3 separate regions of the Gossypium hirsutum genome follow, and all the other regions are linked to region 1. The links are chromatin contacts, called in public Hi-C maps. All regions are on one chromosome and are shown on one strand. Each heading gives the region's core, a stretch centred on a gene start, on an enhancer-like site or on the middle of the called end of the contact. The rest is flanking DNA. Distances are from core to core; before and after follow the strand shown. Region 1 holds the start of LOC107950386 (apoptotic chromatin condensation inducer in the nucleus). Region 2 holds the start of LOC107950395 (FCS-Like Zinc finger 6). Region 3 holds the start of LOC107950394 (inositol-3-phosphate synthase).

Region 1 (4,810 bases), core at 1,468-3,967:
TCTATACAGATCAGGAACCTGTTGGGAATAATGAGCTTTCTAAACGGCGCAAATGGAATTCTGACAATATAAAAGTTCCAGAACATCAAGGCAATCTTGCGCCCACCACAACACCTAAAGACACCCCTCAGCCTGCTGCTTTGAGACGTAACTTCTCTAGATCAGACTCAACGGCAAGTGAAGGTACACCAAAGGAACGAGTTGGTGAGTTGTCATCTCTCAGTCAGCTGATACTAATTGAATTCTACTGATTGTTGTTTTAACATCTGAATGGTTTACGTTTCATCTTATTTGGCAGTTCCCCCTTCACAAAATGCTCCAACCAATTCCCTCAGAATTGATCATTTTCTTCGCCCTTTTACCTTGAAAGCTGTACAAGAACTTCTAGGGAAAACTGGGACTGTAACAAGCTTCTGGATGGACCATATTAAGACCCATTGCTATGCTACAGTAAGACTTATTGCTTTGTTTCCATCTCCTCCGATGGGACTTTCGTGGTCTATGATCAATTATTCATTTTGGCTTTTTATTGTTGGGCTGATTCAATATATCTAATCAGCTTTGGGAATTGCTTTATTGGTGCAGTATTCATCTGTAGAAGAAGCAATAGAGACAAGAAATGCTGTTTACAACCTTCAATGGCCACCTAATGGTGGACGCCTATTGGTGGCTGACTTTGTTGATCCCCAGGAAGTTAAAACCCGGCTTGATGCTCCACCACAGACTCCAACTACTCCTGGGACTTCTGGTTCTACTGCTCCTCAAGCTCAACCTGCTTCTCAGCCCCAGCCCTCTCCACGTCAGCAGGTTTCTAGACAGCAGCATCCACCACCTTCTGCACTTCCTCCACCGCCTTTGTCTAACCCTCCACCAGTTAGAGAACGGCTCCCTCTTCCTCTGCCACCGGCAGAGAAAGTAGATCCTCCTATTGTCACTCTGGATGATCTATTTTGGAAAACCAAAGCAATTCCTCGTATCTACTATTTGCCTTTGTCAGATGAACAAGTTGCAGCAAAGCAAGCAGCACATGGCAGAAACATCTAGCAGTAGAGCTGAGGCTATAGTTTTATCCCTGGCTGCTCTTCTGGTTTTCATATCGGTTGGTCTGTACGTTAGTTAATGGTAAGAGAACTGTCACATAATTGCATGTTTGCAGGTCTGCAGGTTTTGCTTTATAGGAAGGAATTGTTGCAGCCGTGCACAGGGAACTTGTCCAGTGATGGGTATTGGTTTTTCTGCCGGCTGCTTGTGGGCTTGAGTTCAAGTTCCATTTAGCACTAAAATCCTTCAAAACTGAGATCTCTCTGTAGTAATGGATCGATTATCCTTTGTTCTAATTTGGTTTTCCTACAGAACAATAGCCTCAACTCTTATGAACCTGATTTTGTAGAATTTAACTTTTACTCTGGATGTTAATTTTACATAGATTTGTTAAAAGGGAATGTAGGCTTACTCGTTATAAGTATGTGTAGTTTCATCCAGGGTTTTTATCATTTATTTATGTATGTGCAACGTACTTTGAACCTGATGATTGAGGTTCTTCTCTTCATCTCATACCTTGGATTGAGCTTCGTATGAGATTAGATTTTATTTTAAGGCAAAAACCTAAAACTATTAGATGAAGATTTTTAAAGTATTAACAGTTCACAATGTTAGTGTTTATAATTGATAAATACATTTATGAAAAAATAAATTATTAAAATTTCACAAATTATAAAAATATTTAATATGGATGTAATTATATTTATAATTATAATGGTAAATTTTGTCCCACTTTAAAGTTTTTGCACAAATAAGTCATATTAAATGGGCTAAATTTGATTAATATGCTGGGCTTTTTTAAATTTAGACTTTAGGTCAGTTTTAAAATTAATTAGGGAAATAGGCTATTTTTAGGAGGGAGAAAGTGAAAGTGTGTTTAGCTGGACGGTAAAATACAATGGCTTTTTGATCATTGCTACGTCAAACGGTAAAAAGAAATTGTCAAAAAAAAATTTAAAATCTCCCAACAATAATTTTTTTTAACTTATAAATACCTCCCAATTTTTATTGTTTTCATTCACATTCTTCTCTCAATTCTCTCAAGCTTCTTATTCAATATTTATTTATATTTTCATTTAAAATATTATTTTTTAATTATATTAAATTTTATTCATTCGGGTCAATTTCTTGAAAATAGACGCCTCTCTAATTTGTTTCGACGACAATCATATTTTTACTGCCCAATTAGTAATGGTAAGACGAAATTTAAAATTTTATTTTTTTAATTATGTTAATATTTTTTTTATAAGTCTAAATATTTTTTTTATGTTATAAATAGACGGGGAGCCTCCGATCCCTGAAATTTATGGGTACCGGTAAGAGGTCCGATTCTTGCATGCATCTCTCATGCAACGGGCCTACTATCTGTGCAGAAAATACACCCAGTTGGACAAGTTTTCACTTTCTCTTTCCTAAAAACGATATATTTTCTTAATTAATTTTAAATTGATCTAAAGGTCAAATTGAAAAAAAAACCTGGGCATATTAATCAAATTTAGCCTTTTAATGTCATTTTAAATATTTTACATATATTTTAAATATTGATAATGTTGTTTTAAAAGAAATTGAGTTATTACTTTTTTTTTAATTATACATAAAATTTAAAGTATTTACCAAAAAAGTAGATCCATTTTATAATTTTGAAATCCTTTATGCCACCTCAATTATGATGAAAAAACGATCAAGAAGGGCAATTTAGGCATTTGAATAAAACCAAAATGGGTTTTTCTAGAACAATTGGTCTCTGCCTTTTTGGATTCGATAATACGACAGAGGCAAATGGTTTTTTTAAAACCCTAATTTCACCATTGTTTCAATTTTCTCCCCATTTTCTCTCTCAAAATCCTAAAAAGAAAAGAACAACCAGGTTATATTATATTCACAACAGCCAAAAAATAAAAATCAATTGCTCATCCACCACTCTCATAAAATTCATTTTCTATTTTCCATTTACTTTTTTTTTATTTTGTTTTTTCTTCTAATTTTTCCTTATTTTCGATAACTTTCTCTTTGTTGAAAACTAGGGTTTGCGCTAATGGTGAGTTTTGTCTGTTGAAATTAGGGTAGTTTTGGGATAAATTTTCAATTCTCCTGTAAGGGAAGTGTGGTTGTAGTGGCTTCCCAAATATATAGGCCTGTGAGTAATCTCTATTTCTTTCCTCTCTGCATGCATTTTTAATGGGTGTTATTGCAATTTTTTTTTATAAATACGATTAGTTTTGGGTGCGATTGTTTCAGTTCATTAGTTTCTTGTTAAATCGGCATTTCGTTTCTTGCTGGTTATGAATTTATTTTTCATTACGGAAGCTAGGATAAAGAAAATTTTGGGCTGGAAATGTATTTACTGTTTTTATGCCTTATTTTGTTCGTATTTGTGCTTTTTGGGAGAAAGGGGAGCTTTCTTGTATATATTCTTTGTCCAGGCAAATAAGGTGTTTTTTTTAAACCCTCGTTTTGTGGTGTCAGGTTTTGTGTTAACTAAATACTTCATTGCTTTCCTTTTCTATATTTTACATGAAGATTTGCTATTCTTCTGGGTTAATTTCCTGGAATTATTTTATTGGCTTTGCTGCATTTATTCAAATTGTTTAAACAGCTATATATCATTCCTTCGGCTCCTTTATTTCTTCTACCTTATAAGCACGATTTAACTTTATTTTGCAGTATAACATGCTTTCTTTGGTCTTGTTGGCGCTTTATTTCTACTGCACATGTTTTACTAGAATCTTTTTTGTTTGGCTTTTTTGGTGAATGACTGAGAAATGTGACCTTTTCTAGTAGGTTTGAAGGTGAGTTTGGGTTGGAAAAGATGTCATCAAAATATCAAATACTTGACAATAGACCAATTGATCAATGGAAGGTTACAGAGTTGAAAGAAGAACTTAAGAGGCGGAAACTGACAACTCGGGGCTTGAAAGAGGAGTTGGTAAGACGTTTGGATGAGGCCGTTAGATTGGAAAGGGAAAATGGTGAAACTGAGGAAGATAATGGTTTTAATTCTGATCCCCAGCCTACAGATGAGCGAGGGATTGAAAAGGCAATTCCAGTTATTGTTGAGACAGTTAAAGATGATGTGGATCATAGTGGCCGTGAGATCGAGAAGGAGAGTGGGGTGAAGGTTCATGTTGACATTAATGAGAGTGCAGCTGCTTTGGGTCATGAAGGAGTTCAAGGAAGCGACAGCTTGGTGGAAAAGGAGCTTGTTTCTGAAACCACCACTATTCAGACTGAGATAACGGTTACCAAGAATGTGGTATCTGAGGTACCATCTACTGAGAAAGAGAGCTCAGGGCAAAATGAGAATGTGAATACTGATATCAAAGTGGAGGGTAAGGATCCTAAGCTCCAGTTCGAGACTGATGATCCAAAGCCTGAGGTGGAGAATGATGATCCAAAGGGCAAACTGCAGGGTTCAAATCCTCAGCTGGAGAGTGATGATTCAAAGCCTCAGCTTGACATTGAAGATTCGAAGGTGCAGCTGGAGAACGGGGGTTTGAAGGTTCCACACGAGGATGATGTGCATGATTCTTCTGCTCCGAACATCCAGGTATCTGAGGTCAGCCCTGATTTAGGGTTGCAAGTAAAATCTGATTCTATATCTACTGATTCTGTCTCAAATAATGAAAAGATTGAATTAAAGGATAATATACTTGCTGATAATGTCAAATTAGACTTAGATGTTGTAAAGCCAGAGATGGTGGAACCATCATCCAGTAATGTTGTCCCAATTAGTGGTGAATCACATCCAATGGATGTTGAAGATCCACCT
Region 2 (4,810 bases), core at 888-3,387, 300 kb before region 1:
TTTCAAAAATAACGATATACTATTATCAAGCAAAAATAATTACATTTAGTGTTTAACTTTTAATAATATATCAAATAATTTTATAATATAAATTCAATGATTATAAAATTTAATATTAAAAATTTAGTACTTAATTTTCAACTCTTTACACCTTTACTTTTATTTTATTTGGTAACGCTAAAATGAAAAAAACAAAACAAAGAAAATATGCATGAGAAAATTAAAGATATAAAATAGTTAAAAGTAAAAAAAGAAAAAAGAAGGTAAAGTCCCAAGTTTGAGATTTTCTAATTAATCCAATTTTTTTTTCTCAGTGAAAATCTTTAACTTTGTTCATTGTACTAAAATGGCAACAATTTGAATAGAATTAAGGTGATAAATATAAAGTTATGTTTGACATTAGATTTTGATAAAGAAAATTATAATTTAAAGATGAGATTTTCTTTTATTGTAATGATTCATTTGTTTGTGACATTAATAATTGATGGGTTGAATATATAGTGGAAGTAGTGATGGTGGTAGTAAAAAAAGGAAACTATATAAGAAAGTGTTATAACATTGGAATCCATATATAAGAACCTCAAAGCTTTGGCTATTTGCATCACCATCCACTTCTTTATAATAATTTAACTGCACCCACGATTATATATGACGAAAGCCCATTGATTTCTACTCTTCTTCTACTGAGGCTGGCTGGGTTTGGATTTTGGCTTAATTCCTATCGAAATTACTCATTCATCTACTTTCTTCAAAGTTCAAGCAGCAATCACAAGCTTCGCTTTAGAAGTCTTGGAGGAGGTGGTGGTTGAAGAGGAATGGGCATGGCGGTCTTCTTTCTTTGAAGTATTAATGTTTATGTGAAAATAGAACGTTAGTAATGATAATATATCGAAAAAAATAATAAATAAATAACATACAGATTTTTATGTATAAACCGTTTCAAGAAAAAATCATGGGCAAAGGAGAAGAAAATTCATTATGTCAAATTCGAATAATTACAAGAGAATTTTGATATAGGTAGAAAAAAACTTAATTTTAATCAAAGTCAAATATATTATGTTAATAAATACTAAATATGTTATACTCATAAAAACTAAATCTTGTTTCTATAAGATATATTTTGTTTAACTTAACTTACAAATAATCTGTTAGAATTTGGTTCAAACAACTCTAGCCGTTTAGCTTTTCTTTTCTTTCATCTTGCTTCATCTGTTTTTCTCTACACTCTTGACTACAAAACGCTGTATCCCCCCTGCAATAATGTTATTCTTTTTCATTATTTGACAAATAATTCAACCCAAATATTGGCTTTAATTCTCTGTTAATAATTATAATTCTACATATAACTTCTAGATACCATATATTAATATAAATTTTTTAAAAAAAGGTAAGAAGCAAAGACGGAGTTCTAAGGGAGGTTTAAATGTTGTTTGGATGGAAAGAAAGAGAAATATAATTTTTTTCTCTTTCTTTTCTTGTTCATACAACTTTAGATTCAATCTTAATATATATGATCTGAATTTTCAATAAAATTTAAAAGAAAATAAATGAAACTGGATGAAAGGAGAAGAATACCTATACATATATATGTCACGACCAGGAGCTAAGCGGCGATTACAAAGCCAACAAGCTCGCAAAAAAGGAGCAGCGGCAGTGGTGCCGCTGTCGATGACATGGCTAGTAAAAGAAGCTGGGTTTCTGGGCGACACCATGGCCAAGAAGCGTTGATCGTAACGGGAGTTAGCGTCGGGGGATTCATGCAAAGGGTGGATTTGAGGGGGAGGATGGGATATGATTGGGTCTTGGTGGTGGTCGACGACATCGACGGTGATGCCCGTCATGCTTGTCGTCCTCTTGATCGACTGACGTGAGCGTTTTCCGAGCATCATCCTGCTATATATATGTATGCGTATTGGCTTTCTCTCTTGTTTTTGCTCTAGTGAATAGCAAAGAGAGTGGGAACGGAAGGAAAAGCGAGGTGGGGGAGATAAATTAAGGGTGAGAGGATTGAAATGTAAAACATGGTTGATTATGCATATTTTAACCTTTAGGGAAGAATCGAGGGAATCTTTGGCACCCTCAGCTGGAAGTTTTTAAATACGAAAGAGATTCTTTTGGAGTTTTGGGAAGGTTAGTTATTTAATTATATAAAAGTCCATTATTGCTACGTGTCGGGTTGCTGGCATTGCTTTTACAAGCCTTGACATTTTGTTGCTAATGTCCCATCTTTCTTTTCTCACCTTTGGAACACACCTACTCCTTTTTCATCTCTCTACCAAACTTAGGAATTCCAATTTCATAATAACACTTTTAAAGCTTTAATTTAAGTTTTAAATGTTTGATGTTGGTGTTAAAAATGTTTTTAAGAAATAAAATAAAATATATATTTAAATGACATTTAAATTTGTGACATTTCAATAAAAGATAATTTTGTTGATACATAGTATCAATGGAGGTAAATGAGAAGGAGAGGGGCAGTATCGAAGAAGATCAGTTCAACCACTCTAGGGTTGAAAGCCAAAAAAAATAAAGACTCTTTTTTTTTCTAGACCCTGATACGTTAAGCATTCATCCTAAGTTTATTTACTTTTTTGGCTTTCAACTCTAGAGTGGGTGAACCGGCCTCCCTCGACACCACCCCCTCTCCTCCTCCTTTGTCTCTGTTGATCCTGTGTATCAACAAATTTATTGTAACCTACTATTAGTATTTTGATATATGAAATATGAAATTTAAAAATTTTAAAAAAAATAATTATTTGTAAAACTTAATTTGAGTATATAAATTATATTTTAAATATAAAAATATAATCTTTACAAATTTAAATATATAACATTGGTTTCTAAAAGATACAATTTGATTAACAATGGATTATAATTAGTTAAATATCTTAAATATAATTCATTCAACTCAATGAACTTTGTTTCTTAGTATTAGGGGATCTTTAATTTCGCACTTTTTCTTTAGAATTTTGAGGTACACCCACTACAGTCTATAATATATAACTTAGCCTTAAATCATGGTCCAAATGCTACAATGTTGACAAGTTGGGAAATCACTACAAAATTCCTAGGCTTTTAATATCAAATCTAACGTAATTTGGAGTTTAATTAATCTCAAATTTCATTGAAATTAAATTTAGGTTTGGTTTTAGTTGTCACGATAATTTGAGTTTCCTTAATTTAATAGTACGATTTAATCTAATTTGACTTAAATTGAGCTTAAATCATATCTTAATAAATGTTGCAGTTATATAGATCTAATTCGATTGAAAAGAATGAACAAAAATGATATATATATATATATATATATAAACGTTAGGTTAGAGAAACTTTTAAACAAATTAATCGTTTGTTGTTCATTGTATTATTGATTTTACCATTTTAAAATTTTCTTTGCTATTCATAAGATTTATAACATTTATAAATAAAAATTTTATTTTATTTAAATATTTAGTTAAATAAATTTATTTAAAAGGAAGGTTTGACACTTATAGAGGAAAAACGTTAAAATTTATATTAATTTATTTTTTATTTTTTCATAAGCAAGAAATATAAAAGAAAATTATATAATTACTTTATTTTTAAATATTAAAATTTAATTATGTATATCATAACTAACTCTTAACTTCTTATTTATTAAAGATTCCATTTTTTTAATTAAATTTATGTGAATGTTTTTAAATGCTAAATATTATTATTTTTTAAAATTCTCCTTTTTTTCTCTAAGTCTGATTATTTTTTCTATTTTGTTTTGCTTAACCGCGATGTTAGCTTTTGGGCCGGCTACTGCCCACCTTTTTTCTCTCCCTCCCATCAATTTCCTCGTTTTTTTTTTCTTATTCTCAGTCACTCCATGTGTTTTCTCTCTTTTAGTTTGCAGATCTATTTTGTGGATGTCTCTGCTGTCTTCACAAGTTGTGATAGACAAATGACATTGCCTATCGTCGCTGAAACTCCACCAGCCATCAACAGTTTCTCTTAGAAAGTGGGTGGCTTTTTATCAGCTTCTTAATTTGTTTCTATTTTGAAGGTATTTCAGAATAATAAATGATTTCACGAGTCGATTTAGACACGTCTTAAGTTTTATATGTTCTTTTGTTTATTTTTATTATTTAATAAGTTTTCACTTTTAGAGATTTTTGTTTACTTTTGTAGCACGTTTTTAGTCTTATTTTATGCATGTAATCTTGCTTTTACAAGTGATTTTAAGGATGGTTTTGTCGTTGTCCTCTCCAATTTAATTGATGCTCGATTTTTACCCGTCGCTTTGAACCGTTCAAAGTTGATTCCTTATCCTATTAAGTGCTTGCAATCACTCTAGATATATCATCCTTGAGTTGTGACAGAGTCAATTGTCAATGTGTCATAATGTTCTATGATGTTGAGGTTGAAGCCTTTGTTGTATTAATAGAGCTTGTCATGTACCACTTACAACAAGTAATTATTACTTTTTTTTTTTGAATTATATAGTTCCATTCTTTCAATTTCATTTTTATTCGCGAAGGTTACCTTTCAACTATGAGTTGAAAAACTATTCAGTCTACTGATAACAAATTTGAAAGATGAACTTTTAGTTTTGAACTCTTATATTTAGTTGGTAAAAAGGGAATTTTTAGTTAATAAACTTTTATTTAATTTCAATGTAAAATAAGGAAGAAGAGAAAAATAGAAAAGAAAGGAAAACATAAACATATAATTTTATATGAAAATGACCAGAATTAAACGTAAACGCAAGGAAGAAGAGAGCTATGGTGACGTGATGACTAGAAATTAGTTGTATCTCTAAAATTCATACTGACTTCAATAAAAA
Region 3 (4,810 bases), core at 1,022-3,521, 280 kb before region 1:
GGATAATGGGAGCAGCCAACAGGGAATCCTCACATGTGTTGTGCAACACAATGGTGTTCTTGCCTCCCATGAATATCTCTGATGTATACTCATCCATGGCTCTCTTGCTGTCTCCCACATATGGCACATACTATAATACAAGGAAGACAAAGTACACATTTTAAGACCAATCAAGCAAAAAAGCTTTAAGGTCACCACTGACAAGTGCCCAAACAGACACAGATGCGTAAAAAAATATTTACCTTGATGACCACAACATGATCAGGATGTTCACCAGGCTCATACAGGATTCCATTGCTTGAAACCATGTCATCAACAACATTGCTCTTTGAGATCTCCTTGGAACGGAAGGTTTGGGGTGCCGATAGATTCATGCCATCATTATTTCCCAGATGGTTGTAACTCACTATCGATGTTGGCTGTCAATTTATCATCACCGTTAGTACAAGTACCTATCAATGTCATATTATTTACATTTTATTGACACATAAGCTACCAAACACTTAAACTTTTTACTTCAATTATATTGGTACTAATTGCTTATTTTAACAATTATGGTGATAGTGCCATAAAGTTAAAAGATTTATACCTTGATCCCAGCCCCAACAAGGAAATCCACGAGGACAGATTTCATCTTGGTCTGGCCACTCTTGAAGTCATCTCCTCCAATCAGACAGTTCCTTTGAATAGCCAAATCAATCAACCCTGAATACAATAAGAGTCACTTGTAGAGGTTATTATATTTACTCGTCATTACAATTTATAAAATTAGAAAGACAGCTGAGCTAAATTAAGAACCTGGAACAAAGGTGTTTTGTGGGCTGCCATTGATGAAAGGAACATTTTCAAGAACACAAGCAATAGCATACAAAGTGGAAGGAGAAATCTCTGATTCATTCTTCTCCAAAGAAGCCATAAGGCTTTCCACGGTGTCATTTAGCCCCACGATGACATTGCTGTACCTCTCAGTGTTTGCAGTCCAGAGTACAACAACCTTGTCCACCTTGTTTTTCTCTTTGAACTCCCTGATTTACACAATCAAATGTTAAAAAATTCAGCTACTTTTCCTGTTCTACAAGCTTAACAAATACAGTTTTGAGGGTTGGAGTTGATTATATACTTGATGTCTTTGATGACCTGCTGAACTTGTTCTTTCTTGGTCCCCTTGATAACATTGTTGGCACGTTCACCTTGGTTAGCAGCAATGAAATCAGGATCGTAGATTCCAGGGAGTGGGACCATGGATTCCATGTAGGGTCTCAGTTGCTTTTGCAGATCAATGTCGAAAACCTTGGCCCTAGCCATTGCATCAGCTAGGTTCATGTCACTAATGTCCCATCCTCCAAACACAATATCATTTGGGTTCACCTGTATTCATTCATTATCAAGCATTAAGCATTAAGTAGCAAACTAGTAAATTAAAAACTAAATCTGGGTTTATAATTCGCATACCATAGGAAGAAGACTCTTAAATGGAGCATAAATCTCTTCTCCATTGTAAGACCCAATTCGGATCGTTGATGCTTGAGTCAATGAACCAAAGTAATTAGCCTGTTGTACCTTGTCCTTAGTAGCCCAAGAGATACCCCTGAGAAAACCCATCATTACCCATAACTCAAAAATCAACCAAAAAAAAAAGAAAAAAAAAAGAAAGGAAAACAAATCAAAATTAATCAGATCTTTTATCTAGAAAGTACAAAACTCACTCTTTGTTAGCTATAACACCACCGGTGAGGGTTGAACCATTGTTTCCTCCCCATCCCACAAGCATCACCCTAAAACATATAAATAAATAAAATCAAAATAATCAAAATCGAAATGGCAAAAAAACAAATGATGGGCAGATTTGGATTCTAACCCCAATTTAGGGACATGGATATCAGTCTTGAATTCATATTTGACAGTTTTGGGTTTAACAACCCATTGATAGGTTCCATTTTTGTTCTCATGAACAAGCTCTGTAGTTTCATAGTTGTAAACAGACTGAATTTCATTCTCTGTGTACTTCACATTGGGGCTCTCCACCTTAAAATTCTCAATAAACATTTTTGCTGAACTTTTTTATAAAAAAAAACCCACAAAAGGCAAATCAAAAACACAAACTTAGAATGGAAATGAAACTGTTTTTATTTCTTTTTTGCCCCAGAATTTTGTGCTTCAAAGCTTGGGACTAGGAGGTTTTATAGAGGAAACATATAATGAGAGGATACACGCGGCATCATCACAATGGTTTGATGCCTTAAGTTAAAATTTCGTCATTGAATCCCCTTTGGTTTTTTGATTGAAGAGAAGGTAGGCCATGCCTTTGTTGTTTTGTGGTTTTTTTGCCCGTTCGTACGTGTGAAGAGGGGTGTAATACACTTTACACGTGGCTTAACCTTGTGAAGGAAATTTTATTTTTATTGTGTTGCCATTGGGAAGGTACTCGAAGGGGTATATTGATTGAATGACTGGATCGTCTAGTAGGACCCATATCCACGCGCTGATGTCCACGTGGGTAAAACACCGGTATTTTAATGGTATATGCCGAAGGCTTGGCCGACGGTGAAGAATAGATGTTTCTTACGCGCTTTAGTTGAGGTGTATTGTGCATCTCAACTATCAACTGAGTCCGTCCTTGCTTGTTTTCACGTGAGGCCAGAGTGGGAAGTAACAAAAAAACAAAATTACGGCTTTCTTACATCAATAATATAAAAAAAATTAATAATTCAAATGATATACCCATAAAATTATTTATCAAAATGATACGTTTACTATAGTATTTTATTGGTGTTACCTGATAAATCAGTGACACAAAATTAAAATGTGTTGACTTAAAATATACAAGGACTTGATATGTAAATTTTTCACTTTGATTGGCTGCTGAAAAAAAGTTTTAAATCCGTTAATAGTGCGGCGGTATCAAACTTTAAATAAGGTAAATTGCTTCATAAATCTCTTTATTTATTATTATTTTTATTTTCCTTTAATACTAAAAATAGAAAGGCCTCTTACCAAATACTCCAAAAAAAATTTCTATCAAAATGTATTTTTCTAAAAAAAATCGACTTCAATTGAAAATAAATTTTATTTATTTTTCGAAATAATTTTTTTGTTCAAATTCTTTTATTTCTATCGGGATAATTTTTCAAAAAATCATTTTAAAAAATTTATTTGAACAAAAAATTTATTTTTTAAAAAATATATAAAATTTATTTCTAGTCGGAATTGACTTCTTTACAAAAATACTTTTTGGTAGGAAGAAAACTTTATAGACTAATTAATAAGAGGCCTCTCTATTTTGTGTTAAAGGGAAATAAAAAGAAATAATAAACAAGAAGAGTTTTTGAAGCAATTTACTTTATATAAAGTTTGGTGTTGGCACACTTTTAGCTTATATATCAAGTTCTGAATATTTTAGGTCTCACGTTTTAATCTGATGTCACCAATTTGTTAAGTAGCACCGACAAAACATTGAAGCAAACATATCATTTTCATAAATGATGTGAATGGCATTCTATTTAAGCTATTATTATTATTATTATTAGGATAAAGAAAACCAAAATTTAGAGTTGGTTAAAAAGATGAGATCCCGTCGTAAATAAATTAAAATTGCAGGCAGTTATTTGGATTTGACTGAGATCAAGATTTGAGTTTATTTTTGTATTGTAGTTAACAATTTTTTAATGCCACTGGAACTTTTATAATGTACCTTTTTTCATATTAAAATATATTTGATTGTTCACAATAATTATGAAAGGTGGGGTGGTTTTAGTTAGATATTGAAGCTAACTTTTCAAAATATGTTAAAAGTAATAATCTCTTAAAACTTATTATTTAATTAACATGGTTTTTAAAAAGTTTAACTTTTATGTAAAAAAATTTATTAAATTAATTTCTTAACAAATTATTGATAAATTTAAATGTGTTAGACATTATTAGAAATAAAAATCCTCTAAAGCGCTTAAAATAAATATAGTATGTAATGAATTTTTTTTAAACATCTTTTTTCTATTATCAAATTCAATTCATTAAAAAAGCGTTTTGATAAAATTAAAATTTTTAGTTATACTTTTGATAAATTTCATTAGTAATAAAAAATTTAATGGCAATTTTGAAGTATAATAAATAATAAAGAGCATTTATTTTTCAGTATATATATTAGTTTCTAATGTCATATGTATTGTATGTAATTTTATGTGTTTAATTTTTATAATTTTTATTTTTAATTAAAATATATTAATTTATTTAAAATCTAAATAGTATAATAATAAATTGAAACCATAATTAAAATATTTTTAACATATTCAATAGATAGTGTAGTTTTACTTCATGTAATTTTTAAATTATAAAAATTGATATATTGTAAATTAAATTCTTAAATTTTTATTTTTTATTTTTTCTTAGCCGTTAATATATTGCCCAAAACATTTTACAGATAATATATAATTAATATATTATATTATATTAAAAAACGTATTATTTATAAAATTTTATATATAAAATATTATTGTATAAATAATTAAAATTTACTATTTAAAAAGTAATATAATTTTTTCACTTTTCACTGTTTGGTTAATGGAAGCAAAATAAATTCAATATAAATTTGAAGTTTTATTTATTATTATATAAATTCCTTTAAAAAGGTCATTTAAGAAAATTTAAATTCTCATTTATAATTATAATAAATTTTCTTATCAAGTAATTTTTTAACCAATTATTATTTTTTTGATAAAATTTCAGATTGGGCTTTATTAAAATAATCTGCAATACTACACATATAGTCCTAAAAATAAATATAAAGAGCCTAATAATCAGACTTGGCCCAACA

The links. A called contact is a pair of places that touch in the nucleus more often than the background predicts.
Region 2: a contact with region 1 is called in a Hi-C map of leaf, with 2.0 times the contacts expected there. The contact joins the promoter of LOC107950395 here to the promoter of LOC107950386 in region 1. A contact is called at or near these places in 10 of 34 Hi-C or Micro-C datasets (callus, hypocotyl, leaf and 1 more).
Region 3: a Hi-C map of leaf shows a contact between it and region 1, with 2.0 times the contacts expected there. The contact joins the promoter of LOC107950394 here to the promoter of LOC107950386 in region 1. A contact is called at or near these places in 7 of 34 Hi-C or Micro-C datasets (callus, hypocotyl, leaf and 1 more).

What each region holds. Positions count from the first base shown.
Region 1 is chrD03:6,286,837-6,291,646 of Gossypium_hirsutum_v2.1, forward strand. LOC107950386 (apoptotic chromatin condensation inducer in the nucleus) reads left to right here and starts at 2,718. Exons shown (of 5, transcript XM_016885234.2): 1 at 2,718-3,178; 2 at 3,820-4,810. The coding sequence starts at 3,851. LOC107950385 (apoptotic chromatin condensation inducer in the nucleus) reads left to right here. Exons shown (of 5, transcript XM_016885233.2): 3 at 10-204; 4 at 299-450; 5 at 586-1,465. The coding sequence ends at 1,044.
Region 2 is chrD03:5,983,494-5,988,303 of Gossypium_hirsutum_v2.1, forward strand. LOC107950395 (FCS-Like Zinc finger 6) reads right to left here and starts at 2,138. Exons shown (of 3, transcript XM_016885241.2): 1 at 1,576-2,138; 2 at 1,139-1,252; 3 at 405-836. The coding sequence starts at 1,889. The coding sequence ends at 1,171. LOC107950396 (a long non-coding RNA gene) reads left to right here. Exons shown (of 5, transcript XR_005911112.1): 5 at 1-836.
Region 3 is chrD03:6,003,111-6,007,920 of Gossypium_hirsutum_v2.1, forward strand. LOC107950394 (inositol-3-phosphate synthase) reads right to left here and starts at 2,272. Exons shown (of 10, transcript XM_041089677.1): 1 at 1,859-2,272; 2 at 1,707-1,775; 3 at 1,453-1,588; 4 at 1,121-1,368; 5 at 799-1,025; 6 at 590-705; 7 at 243-419; 8 at 1-130. The coding sequence starts at 2,046.